Linked DNA regions of Mus musculus: region 2 is linked to region 1. The links are chromatin contacts, called in public Hi-C maps. All regions are on one chromosome and are shown on one strand. The core of a region is the stretch at or near the end of the contact, and the rest is flanking DNA. Distances in the headings are between cores, read along the strand shown.

Region 1 (6,930 bases), core at 2,042-4,541:
TTGTTTTTGTTTTTTTGTTTTTTTTGTTTTTGTTTGTTTGTTTGTTTGTTTTTTGAGACAGGGTTTCTCTGTATAGCCCTGGCTGTCCTGGAACTCACTCTGTAGACCAGGCTGTCCTGGAACTCAGAAATCCACCTGCCTCTGCCTCCCAAGTGCTGGGATTAAAGGCGTGCGTCACCCCGCCTGGCATTTGTTTTTTGTTTTTTTTCTTTTTTTGAGAAAAGTATTTTTCTATTCATCTGGAGGTTAGAACTGCAAGATCAAGACATCAGCATCTTTGCTTTCTCTTGGGGCCTGGCTCCTTTGTCACGATGACCTTGTCACTGAGTCCTTACTTAGTTGTCCCTCTGTGAATACTTATTTTTGCTCCGCACTATGTACCCAACTTCTTCTTAGGAGAAAGGCAGCTCCTCACATGGGAGAATGATCTGCTCCAGTGCCTGTATGTTAGTGTTTATCTCTTTCAGAAACAGTATCTCCGAATATAGTTGCATTCTGCGAAGTGAGTTTAGCACTTAATCATCTGAATATCAGAATGGACATAATTCAGTTCCTAACACTGGAAAGAGATATATACGTTCGTATGCATACATAAGGAATGAGGTTAAAGCACTTAATTAGTGTTCAGCCCCATATAACAATCATTCACATTTTAATTTAGCTAAATCCAGTAGCGTAGTTGAGTTTCATACTAATACAGAATGTGAGAAGACTTTAATATAATTTTTTTTCAAGGAACAGAGGAACTTACAGAGACTTTCTTTTTTTTTTTAATTAGATATTTTCTTTATTTACATTTCAAATGTTATCCCTTTTCCTAGTTTCCCCTCCGAAAATCCCCTATCCCTTCCCCCTATACTGGGACATAGAACCTTCACAAGACCAAGGACTTCTCCCATTGATGAACGACTAAGCCATTCTCTGCTACATATGCATCTAGAGCCATGAGTCCCACAGTGTGTTTTCTTTGATTGGTGGTTTAGTCCCGGGGAGCTCTGGGGGTTCTGGTTAGTTCATATTATTGTTCCTCCTATGAGGCTGCAAACCCCTTTAGCTCCTTGGGTACTTTCTCTAGCTCCTTCATTGGGGACCCTGTGCTCTGTCCAATGGATGGCTGTGAGCATCTACTTCTGTATTTGCCAGGTACTGGCAGAGCCCATCAGCTATATCAGGCGCCTGTGAGCAAGCTCTTGTTGTCATCTGCCATAGTGTCTGGGTTTGGTTGTTGTTTATGGGATGGATCCCCAAGATTGATAGTCTCTGGATGGTCATTCCTTCAGTCTCTGCTCCAAACTTTGTCTCTGTAACTCCATCCATGGGTATTTTGTTCCCCCTTCTAATTTTCTTGTTTTTGTTTTGTGTTTGTTTTTCCAGACAGGGTTTCTCTGTATAGCCCTGGCTGTCCTGGAACTCACTCTGTAGACCAGGCTGGCCTCGAACTCAAAATCCGCCTGCCTCTGACTCCCGAGTGCTGGGATTAAAGGTGTGCGCCACCAATGCCTGGCATTCCCCCTTCTAATAAGGATCGATTTATCCACTTTGGTCTTTCTTATTGAGTTTCATGTGTTTTGCAAATTGTATCTTGGGTAGTCTGAGCTTCTGGGCTAATATCCACTTATCAGTTAGTGCATATCATGTGTGTTCTTTCATTCTACAAGATTTTATTGTCCAAGGCACTCCGTACTTTTGTTGTACTATTGCAGATCCTGGAATATTACATTCCCAAGATGGAAAGAATGTCAGGAACTTTCTCCATATTTACACAGAAATTAGAATGTTAATTTTTGCTTCAATCCTTCCTCTGACCTTGAGACTCAGTCCAGTGAAGTCCAGTATTTGCATCTACTTTCTTTGAGTACTTTGGTTATTTTTAAAATTCAGACTTTTAAGTTTTTGGGCATTTGGGTGTCTTGCCTGTGTGTGCATATGTGCACTGTGTGTGTGCTTGGTGCTGTCAGAGTCCAGAAGAGGTGTAGGATTTGTTGGGAACTGGAGTTACTGGTGGCTGCCAAGCACCTTGTGAGTGATGGGAACCAAATCTTGGTCCTTTATAAGAACATCAACTACTCTTACCCATGAGTCCTCTCTCCTGTGCTCTCCTCCTCTTTTGTTTTCATTTTAAAGAACATTTGAAATTTAAATTTCTATGTTATATGAGATTAATATACTCCCAATATTGACTGAGTTCTCTCAACATTTATCAGTGAACTACAACATGTGGGCTTCATAGGGCCCGAATAAACAGGAAATAACTGGTTGGTGCCTACCTGAGCTTGAGAGTTGAGCATGCAGGCTTTTGATGTTAACTTCTCTTCCATTTTTTCTTTTTGGTTTCTTTTTGGTTTTAAAAGAAGTGTTCAAGTCAGCTATAGTTTTAGAATTAGCAAATGATAAAAAGAGAAGTATTGGAACCTTGTGATAACTAAGGGAGTTTATCTCTGGTTTTGACTTACCAATTTAACAATGGGATCTTGTTTTGATATGAAAAAGGTTTGTTTTCTAGGGATGCCTGGTCCCTGGTCCCTGGTCTTCTGTAACTAAGGGTTTGACAAAGTACTGCACTTCTCACTGTGGCTCTTGGGAGCACCAGAGATCCCTTACTTTTCAAATTTATTCTTATTACTTTTAATTATGTATAGGGTATGTATATGGGTATTTGCATATGAGTTCAGGTAACTCAGGAAATGTCAGATTCCCTGGATATGGAGTTACAGACTTTTGTGAGTCACCTGACATGGGTTTGGAAAGATCATCAAATGCTTCAACCTGCTGAGCCACCTCTCCAGCCCTGCAAAGTTCCCCCTCCCCTCCTTCCCCCTCCCCCGCCCCGCCTTTAAGATTTCCAAGCTGACTTTTCAGATTCCCTTCATTCTGGAGATGTCTGTGCCCAGTGACTTAATTTTCTTTCTTTGGGAAAGCACTTTGCTTTGGTTAAGCACGCCTTCCTCCCTGGCGAACATGGAGAAGATGCTTTCATCCATTTGTTTTTCTGTAACGTTGTACTCCTTTGGCAAGTAACTTTCCTTCTCTTCTTGGCAAAGTCTGGCTGAGTCCTTAGTTGACTTCTTACTTCTTTTTTGCTAGAAAAAAAAGAGTTGTTCTATTATTTATCTTAACTTTTCATAAAATCTTTATTTCTTTTTCTGGTTCACTTTTCTTATCATTTTTGTTCCACTCCCTTCCCTTTCCAGTAAACTTCACCTTCCTCAGGGGCAGAGTCCCTGATGTGTATGATTTTATGACTCCAGTGGAGTTTCTTATCTCTGATTACTTCATGTGAAATTAGCTCAGCCTGACTGGGGGCACTCACACACATGATTACATTAGTGGCTCAGTGACCTCGCCAGAGAGGTCTTTCACTATTGCTGATGAACTATCTGAAAAATGCTGACTTTCGTTTAGAGTGTGACCCAAGCAGGGGATGTGAGAGGGACACAGCCCTGACTTCAGACCTGTAATTTGCTTGCTCAGTGAGTTACTCTAATGTCATGGGAAACAGGGCCTCCTGGCCACGGTAAAGAGGGGACTAGGGTGACTGTGGATGCTTAGTTATGACACTCTCGGCTGTACAAAAGTGCATTTTCAAGCGGCGATGGCTTCTTTGAAGCAGATTATACATCACTTTGTCAAAGTCAAAGGAAAATAAAGGAATGATAATCTCTTGTCCTTGCATATCACTGGTGACCATAGTACGTAGCAGACATCCTTCCTGAAGTCTACCTGGCACACAGCTCAAGCAGGTTATGTATGTTTGTAAGATAAGATCAGTATTGCACACTAGATCCAGTCTGTAACTATTTAGGTGTGTTTTATTTACTCATCCACTCATCTCTACATAACAGGGGATACCATTTTAACTTTGAGTTACTGGGAAGTAGATAATTGATTCTCTTTTTGCTGCTTCCCTCCTTACTTTATGCATCCCAGTTCTCCCATCTTTGCTCCTGCCAACTGGTCATGTCTTCCCTTCCCTTCCTCAGTTCAGCTTCTCTTGACTTCACTGCTTCTTCAAGACGTGTTCCTCTGTGAATCTTCCCAGAGACCCCAGATGAGTAATTGCCTATATTATCAATTTTATCAGTTGTCTAAGGTGTTATGACATGGTAGACTTAACTCAGCAATGAGTTTCCAATATGGAAATTTCCTGCATCGGGAGACGTGTTTGTAGAAGATTTGTAAAGGGGCCCAGTGTTTGAGGCAAGTTGAGGAGATCAACGGAGAATATGTAAGTAGCTGCCTACTTTTAAAGTATAATTTTCAAATTAAGTTAGGAGAAAAGCTTTCATAGAAGATATAATGAATTCATGTCAAAATGTATTCTGTTCATTAGTGAGGAACCCAAAAATGTGGCAAAGATAATTCAAGGAAGAATAGAAGAACAGAGTATTTATACACAGTGAGAAAACGAATGTGAAACTAGCATCATTGTATTCAACTACCAGATAGAATGCAAGAGTGTGTAATGTTGAACAATAAAACCATTACTTTATGGGTTCTCTTTATCACTGGGGAGATACTGTGTATACGAGTTAAAAGGTGCAAGTTAATTTGGAACAGACTGAGTTCTAATCAAGTCCACAGAAAAGGTCAAGGTATATTCCCCTAGGTAATGAAATAATATTTGAATGGATCTGGGTCATGATATTGCTGATGTATGGCACCGAAGAAGGCTTGGGAATCTTTTCTATTGTTTAGAAAGAGAAAGAGAGAGGAGCAAGGAGTATGTAGGGAGAGAAACATACATGTATATGTGTTTATATATCCATCTATGAAAATACATAGATATAGAAATAATATGTGTACACACATGAATAGATAAATGCTACTTCTCTGACAACTTCTAAAGCAGCTCATTAGCTCACAGCTGTTGGTTCCTGAATGGTGTGCCAGTTTTATGTGGTTTTCAGTACAATCTAGTATCAAAGTTGGTCAAAGCCAGTCCTGATAATAACCCTAGTCACTTTGACTAAGGGAGATTTTTTTTGTGAGGCAACTCGAAGTCTTTGACCCCCATGAAGAAGGAGTCTTAGGGTTGCTTTCTGAGTTCCTCATTTCCCAAGCTTCATGCCTGCAGATCCTCTATGGTGCTGTGCTTCTCTAAGATATGGGTAGGATAGCCTATCAGCTTAGTATTTTCTATTTGTCTAGCTAAAACAGCAGAACCTCAAAGCCATATAGAAGGGGAAGCCTCGTTGGGAAGTTCAGTGGCCTGTTAGAATACCGTGGCTAGTTTGAAAAGTGAAGTTGGAGGTACACGTCGTCAGAGAGGTTTCTGACATGTATAGCCTTCAGCGGGTCAGTCACTAGGCTGCTGCAGATAATTCCACAAAGACCCTAATTTCTAGTTCAAAAAGGTATGTCTCACCCTCTTCCTGGGGAACTTCTTAGGGCTTAGGAAACCTTGAACCATTTGGTTTGTAGTTTTTCCTCCAAGAATATTATTTCACCATCTATCCTTTCTAGTCATATCTTTTCTATTCATCAGTCCATACTAGGTACCTCAGTTTTCAAGGTCTTTATTCTCAAGATAGAGTGTACAGTGGCAATGGTCTTTTTTTGACCTTAGCAGAGGTGGAATGAAAGGAGAGTGTCAAAGAAAAACTTCTGGACTACCAGAGAAATGGTCCCCAGAGGTAGCCCCTGGCTGTTAGGCCTTGATCTTTGGTACATCCGTCTGAGTACCAGACTTGCTTTCACCAGCATCTGTGAGCTGTGTATGGAGCCTGTTGGTGTTGCCTCAGAGATTAGGGGAAGCCAAATGATGAGCTTCACAGAGTTCTCCTGCATTTCGTGATTTAATACTTGGTGCTCATGTGAAGTTTCAGTTGCAAAACTCAAGTCCAGAACATTTTGATAACCTGTTATCATCCTAATAGCAGGACTATTTCTTTCAGTATTTTGTAAAATTACCAAAGTCCTTTCTTAGTATGTTTCATGGCCATTTCTCTCTCATGAGCAGCTACTTTCAAGGCAGAGTCATGGGCTTGTTGCTGGAAACGTGAAAGTCAATAGCAAGTGTCCATTGCTGCAATGACTGGCTTGCCTTTCCTGGATGTGGGATGGCTGGATCCACTGAGTTCTCCCCAAAGATCAGAGCCTGGGAGCAGCTTGCCTTATGAGGCTTTTCCTATGTGGCAAGGGCAAACAAAACAAAAAACAAAACAAAACAAAAGAAAGTGCAGTGTCTTGATGTTGAGGTTGTTATCAATCTCCACACTGGATTCCAAAGCATCATTCTTAGCTGGACCTCGTCTTTACCTAACACTCTGTGGTCCAGGAAAGTGTGCTTAATCTTCATTGTAGAAAATGCACTCTTTCCTTCAATGGTGACAGCTCCTATGCTCCATGTGGGATAGTGAGAACTTGAACAGAAGTTGACTATGAAGTATATCCTAGCCCTCCCCACTGGCCTCCCAGAAAACGTAAATCATTTATTGACCTCACACTCCAATTATTCTGAGTCACACACTCAACGCAAAGCTTTCAAGATCTGAACAAAGCTCAAGGCACCACAGTGAGTGAATGCATGACTATAGAGGTGCAGGGTTGCGGGGGGGGGGGGGAGGGGGGTCGGGGATAAAATGCTGAGTAAGGGTTCCCAGAAGAGGAGATAACATTTTATACTTGGGCTAGGCCTCTAATCTACTAGCCAGGCACTGTTATTCTCACCTAATACATGATAAACCCAAGGCTCTGCTAGGTTAAGCCACTCTGTTGCATGGTCAATAAATGGCAGGCTGGGAATCTAACTCAGGCAGCTTAGCCCCAGAGCTCTGCTTGGAAGACTACAACCGCTACTCCTAGTATGCATAATGGGCATTGTAAAAGGACCAAAAGATCAGCCTAAGAGAATGTACATTTGAGGGTATTTCTGAGATCTAAGAGGGTACACTTAAAATACTGGGGAAGAGGCAATTTTTTTTCGAACTG
Region 2 (6,930 bases), core at 2,940-5,439, 240 kb before region 1:
CTTAGCTCTGAAATCTCTTAGAACTTCTGAGTTTACAGAACCTTCTTTGTCCTAAGGATAGGATTCCTGGACAGCTTGATTGAGATTAGGAGCCAGTAACTAGAAAGACAAGCTAAGATTAGGAGCCCTGAAATTTCCACCCCATCTCCCATCCTGGTTGGAAGAGGGAAGTCTTAGAAATTGAATGCACCATAATGATGAAGCATAGTCTTGAAATGTTTCTAGCTTTAAAGAGAGCTTTCAGGTATTTTCTGGTCTAGCAAATACGTCCAGGAGAGAACCGGGCAGATAAAAGGAAAGGCATGCGCTTCCTCCTAGCTCTGGAGTGGTGGTAGTAGCTAACCCCATCTCTGTAGGGGCACGTGCTTTTATCCTTGGACCCTTCTGTACCTCAAACCATGTTTCCCTCACTTGGCTTCTCATATCTGTCTTTCCTAGTACAGCAATACAAATGATACTGTTTTTCTCAGTTCTTTACCTAGCCCTACCAAATTGCTGAATCAATGCAGAGGGGTGTGGAAAGCTCTGATTGACAACTAATTGTATCAAAAGCTCAAAAGTGTACAGGTTCAACAGCAGGACTGGTGTTTGGTGTCAGTGATTGAAACTGAGCCCCCACACCTGTGATCCCACACTAATTGAATGTATAGCATCAGACACAAATTGAGCCATTTAGCAACTCATTAATATCCAGCAAGTTGGGGAATTGTAGTGTGGAAAAAGTCCGTTTGGTGTCTGAGTGCTTGTGAATATAGAAGCAGCCATTTCCCCTTATAGGTTGATATGTCATGCTGTTGGTAGGGCATTGGTTTTAGATAATTCACCATTGCAGAGAATGTGTAGAATAGTAATAGAGTTTTGAATTATAACCCCACTGAGCACCATTGGGGTTAAAAATAAGGCTCCAGATATAGTTTTAGCGCTAACCTCGGCTTTATTTATTGCATGTTTTATCAGGGACATGTATTCATCCACAGAGCAAGGAACAGATTCATAGGGGAGCCTCAGCTGGTTTATTTTGTGGCTTAGTCATATCCAAGGGGTTCCAGACACTTTATGATCTCTACTCGCCACCTCAGCACTCCAGTTTTGGTGACAAATGTATTTTTCTCTTGGGAACAAGATGGCCTGGCTGTAGCTATTGCATCAAGGCATAGCTCGTCCAGAGAGGCTTCCATGATGGGTCCTGTGGTATGAATATATATATGTGCAGGTAGTTGGCTGGGAAGACCGCCTGTGAGTTGAACTGGTTAAGGTTCAAAATAAGAAAAGAATCTATAAATCTTGAGGCGCTCTAAAGAATATGAAAGGGACCTTCCTGGAACCCAAATCCTCTTGACAAAGTTGCTCATTGGAGAGAACAGTGCCATGAATGGCTGGACCATCAGAACATTCTGTGAGTGGGAGCTGGTGGGAGCCAGACATTATACCACCAGCAGTCTCCTAATGGAGAACAGATTGTTCTAGATTGTTCTAGAAAGGAGGAAGAAAACCAGCAATGGATACTGAAGGAACCATCAAGGTACTCAGCCACACCTGTTTCTTCCCTAGTACACGAGAATACTAACATTGCTTAATGTGATTATCATGAAAATCTAGTGACTGAATGGTATAAAGACAGGGCCAGGCCCCAGAATAAGCATTCAGTAAATGGCAGGTCCTGCTGTGAGATTGAAAGTCTTATATTCCATCAGTTTTATATATAAAAAAATTAAATTGAACAGCTGCAAGAATGATTCATAATTCACTGTAATCAAACCTGGGGCAAAGGTGGCTGGCATTCACTGCTGATAAGTTGGGCCTGGTCATCTGGCACCCTGAACCATATGCACTTGAAACTTTCGGATGACCCAGTCACCAGGAGTGTGGTCAGGGAGATAAGAGATAGGTAGGGTGGAGGAAGCAGAGTAATTAAGAGCTCACATAGGGCTCTGTTAAGACTGTAGTCCGTGAGGTTTAGAGTCCAGCAGAAGAACACTCACAGTTGTGCATCCTGGCAACTTTCCTCTGCCACCCGGGGGTCAGCGTTTGGTGGGGGGGGTGGTTGTTGTCTGTTCTTACTGCAGGAAAGCAATGTACCACAACTCTGGCTACAAGGAAAGAGGCTGAAGTTGTGTCTGAAGTGTGTGTCTATGTGCATACATTAATGGCTAAGCATCCAACTAGGTGAGAGTCTAACAAAGATGATAGTCTGCACATCCCCGGAAGCCCTGAGAAACCAAACATAGATTATTATTTGGGACACAGTGTAGAAAGTGGGTGAAGAGTAGAAAGGTGAAGTAATTAAGATAATTAGCACATATAGCCTTGCCAGTAGTGAAACATAGTAAGTATTTGGTTTTCTTTTCTTTCTTTTCTCTTCTTTTTCCTTCTTTTTTTTTTTTTTTTGATTGTATTGTTCAGATTTTGCTAAATATGGCTTGCACTATGTCAGCCAATGAGTAACTTTATAAAATGGATGACGCGCTTCAGTACAAATGTCTGTTTTCTGTTTTTATATCACTTAAGATAATGAAGAGCTGAGGAGAACAGGAGCATAGAGGCTTGATTAAGAGTTGGAGAGGTGGGGTGGTCAGGTGTGGCTGAGGATGGAAGCCAGGGGCTCAGACATACTGAACAACTACTCTCCTGTGAGCTAAATTTTCATCCCTTTTGATTTTATCATTTATATATTATCTTCTTTTGGAGGTCAGAGTCTCCGGTGTCCAAGGCAAATACTAAACTCATTATGAGATGACAGTGAACCTCTGGAATGCTGGATTATAGGTGCACACTACCATGTCTGGTTTTATGTAATGCTGGAGCGCAAACTCTGGCATTGGTGCATACGAGTCATGCATTCTGCTAACTGAGCCATGTCCCTGGTATCTTTGTTCATTGGTTTGTTTTTATTTTGACATAGGATCTTACCCAGTTGCCCAGCATGCTTTGAACAAGAGCATCATGGCTCACTGCCTAGAATTTTAGATACCTATGTCCAGGCCTGGCCTTTAGCATCCTCCTCTTTTTTGTCTCTTTAATGTGGACCGTCCTAAAGGTATTATTAAAACACTGCCTCTGTTCCCACTTTCTGATTTTCCTGAGGGATGTGACTCCAAATAATATTGGGTTTTCCATCTAAGAGCCTGGCCTTTGTGTTTTGTTACTATTATTCTCATATTCATAGAGTGTACTCCTACCTAAATTAGGCCTAGTATGCCTTTCCCTAAATACAGACTGTTAGATTGTTTTAAATTGGATGGAAACACACATTTTGGGGGTTGGTGATATAGCTTAATGACAGAGCTTTTTTTGTTTGTTTGTTTTGTTTTGTTTTTCTTAATAATGCACAAGCCACTGGGATCCAGACAACATGACCAAAATTCCACATACTTCCTTTTAATAAATTTTCTTTTTGTGGATACATATAAATGTTGTATGGTGGGCTGTTTTCCTCCCAGCCCCAAGCAACCTGATTAGTGACTAAGACTGAAAATTTACTTATAAATACTTAGGCCATATAGCTAGGCTCATTCACTGACTAGCTAATAATTTAACATAATCTACTTACATTAATCTACATTCTGCCATGTTACTGGTCACCTCTGCGCCGGCACCACGTGTCTGTCCTCATGTTTTCCCTGGCTACTCTTCCCATGTCCAACTCTATCCTAGAATTCTTTCTGCATACCTGATGTCCTACCTTCTAGTTTAAATTTTCCTATAAGCTATAGATTTTTTTTTTAATTGACAGGTGATGCACCCATTCAATACACAAGATACTCTTTCTACATATAAAAAGCAGCAAACATCCTTGTCCTAAGCTTATAGAGAAAGGACCAGGCCTAGCCAAATGATAGTACCTGGAGCAATCCAGGTAGCTGACCTGCAGCAGTGTGCACAAGTCATGGTCCCACTGCAGCAACATTCTAGCACACCAGGGCTTAGACTCTTTCCAGACCCAAATTTCATTTCAGCCCAGCTCTTCCCCAGTGTGTTCCCACCCGACTCTTAGGTTAAGCTGTTGTAAAGCCTCAAAAGGACAATTCAGGGCCCATCAAGAGCTGGGCCCAAGACAGGTTTCTTCCTGTCCTTCCTCCTTACCTTCAGTTTTGTCCTCATATTTTGACACAGCAGAGACTCATTGTTGCAGGCGCTTAAATAAATAGGAGTTGGACTCAGCCCGTTTCCAGGAAAAATGAGAACAGCAGGTGTTATCTGATGTAATTAAAGTGTGTTGAACCCTGAACAAAGTACTCAGTGTAAATCTCTGTTAGTCCCTTACAATGAGCCAGCTTAGAATCCGTTCTATGAATTACCTGCTGGTCGGAAGGTCTGTGGCCTTTGGGAGGACGTGTTGTAAATTTTATAGCAAGCCTACTAGGAAGCTCCTTGTCAATAAGTTTAGAAGGATACTTCAAGGCTCTTTAATCTCCGTTGTCAGCCCAGTTATCTTGTCTACACATGGGCATAACTTCCTTCTCCACTTGAATTAATGTTGGACTTTTATAAAGAGACATTTTAAACTCTGAGTGCAGTTTCTCAGATGAGCTGATCTACAAAATGAGCGGTTCTTCTGCCTCTTCTTTTCCCAATGTCCATTTAGAAAGTTATGGTAAATGAAAAATCCCTTGAGCTCGGGTGTTTCCTGTCATAGTCTCGCTTAGGCATGAAAAATGCTTTATTCTTACTTCATTTTGTATTTTTCACAAATGATTCATAATCACACCTAAATGAGTAAGTTTGCAATGTTTACTTATTTTTCCTGCCTAAATTGCACATATAGACACATTGCTGATAGAGAATTACTCAGATATTATAAATAATGTCAGCTAATTCTTTAGTCCACTGTGATTTTTCTCACGTTTCCAGACGTTTCAAAAGCCTTTATTGTGTAGGCTTATGATGGACTTATTGATTGACTGCAAACAGACATTGGGTATTCAACCTAAATGCTATTTTGCCAGCTTCAACTGCCCTTTGCAGCGCGTTCTTCTTTCTCTAAAGGTGATCTCAAAGCAAGTTGCTACTGCTCTTAAGATAATAAAGACTAGGAGCGGGGGGAATGTGTGGAATCGGGTGGTTCTACAGATGCCAAGGAGACTTTAAGATGTTTGTCTCTCAAGGACAAGTTAACCTCACTCTTTCTTTTAAAGAACAAAATCGTTTTCTTTTTGTGAAGCAGAGTATTTTCTAATTTGTGAGCTTTGGAAAAAGGAAGAGGGAGGAAGCAGAGAGAGCGAGAGAGAGAGAGAGAGAGAGAGAGAGACAGAGACTGACAGACAGACAGACAGACAGAGACAGAGAGAGTCAGAGACAGAGACATTGGAAGAAGTCACAGGGCAACTTTTCGCCTTTACATGGGTTCTTGGGACTGAAAGCAAATTGTCAGGCTTGTGCAGCAAGCCCCTTTACCAACTGAGCCATCTCATTGGCCCCTGATTAACCTACTTCTTAAATTTTCATTCAGCAAAAAAAATAACATGAGATCACTAGATAACATTTAAATTCTAGGCCTATCTGCCCTGCTCGGTTCCAAGTTGGAGTGGAGTTGTCTTCCACTGGGGAATAATTTGTCTCCATTAATTGAGGACAAATGTGCATGCGTGTTTTAATTACACAGTAAATTAGGAGAATTTAAGATGCAAGAATTCAAAACCAACACCTCAAAAAATAGAAGTAGAAAAGCAGGAGAACTATCTCAGCAGAAGAATCAAGCAGGTGTCTCCAGATAAAGAAAGGGGGAAAACAACAAGGCAAAGACAAATGACTAGATTTTGCTAAACATCCTTTCAAGTAGAATGACTCTGATGTATGGCTGAAATCCTTGTAGGCTGTATGTGACAATGGGGATGGCTGTATGCCACACTCAGGGCATTACTCTTGTGTGCTTGGCTGCAGCCAGTAGCTAACTAAGACGTTAGTGGCCAATATAGAGTAAGGATTTCCTGTGTGGACCCAAACTTCACAAACTTCCATAGCATGGGTCCCCTTTGGCTCTATGCACTTTATCATCTGTGCAAAGTTTGTATGTTGTAAAGTTTTTGTGAGGGAAGGCTCCAGAATGTTCCTTATGCTTTAAAGCATCCATTCTCCTAAGTGTAGCACTTTAAGGCTGCTATTTGAGTAACAACAAGGACATTGGTTGACTTTGTTCTTTGTCATGTAGATGTAACCAGAGATACCCTTCCCCAAATGGCTATTGCTCTTTCCTTATAAGACAAGAACATTCAGACTTAATTGTGTTTTCTCCTACTTCACTGAGGATGGCATAATAATAAAGTCTTTATTCAGATATGGAGTCTTCTGGGCTGGTAAGATGCTCTGAGGATAAAGGCAAATGTCTGTAAGCCTGGGGACCTGGATTTGATCTCTGAGACTCACATGGTGGAAGGAGAGAACCAGTGCCCACCAATTGCCCCTTTATCTTCACAAGTGCAATGTGCTTTGGTGAGCACATAAATTTATATCACAAACACACGTTCATACCACACACAAGAACATACCATATCCACATCCACACCGTACACATACATACATATATACACATCCCACAATAAAAAGATACATAAAGAAATGCAATAAAAAGACAGTGCTTTCTGGCATGTTCAACCTTTTCCTAAGCCAGTCTATCCTTCTCTAGCCATATACATATTTAGGTTTCTCTTAAAAATTGCCCTGGATCTATGAGTGCTTAAGTAAGCTACTTTAAATCTCTTTTGGAAGAAATTTAGTTATAAATAAATTGCATACCTCTCCACATTGTAAAACCTGGAAGACTGGTTACAGGGGAAGGGTGCTGGATATTCACTCAACTATGATTGGGGGCAGGAATGGAGCCCTGGATTTTGCTTTTGCTGATGGAAAGAAGGCCTGGGAGCTGGGTCATAGGGCCTCTGGCCGATCTCCAAGGGGAAGCTAAGATAATCTCTACCTTTCAAGTACTACGTG

What was found. A called contact is a pair of places that touch in the nucleus more often than the background predicts.
Region 2: a contact with region 1 is called in a Hi-C map of the G1E-ER4 cell line, with 4 times the contacts expected there. The contact joins two enhancer-like sites.

Annotation. Positions count from the first base shown.
Region 1 is chr15:52,951,707-52,958,636 of GRCm38.p6, reverse strand. No RefSeq gene overlaps it. Among named protein-coding and RNA genes, the nearest start is that of Gm41323, 22 kb to the right of the region's middle. Within about 2 kb of position 3,291, at least 16 of the 459 cell types and tissues checked have an H3K27ac peak or open chromatin away from gene starts, as enhancers often do. A contact at or near this core is called in the G1E-ER4 cell line, where this site is marked.
Region 2 is chr15:53,197,425-53,204,354 of GRCm38.p6, reverse strand. The region is part of intron 1 of Ext1 (exostosin glycosyltransferase 1); the gene reads left to right. Among named protein-coding and RNA genes, the nearest start is that of Ext1, 150 kb to the left of the region's middle. Within about 2 kb of position 4,189, at least 19 of the 459 cell types and tissues checked have an H3K27ac peak or open chromatin away from gene starts, as enhancers often do. A contact at or near this core is called in the G1E-ER4 cell line, where this site is marked.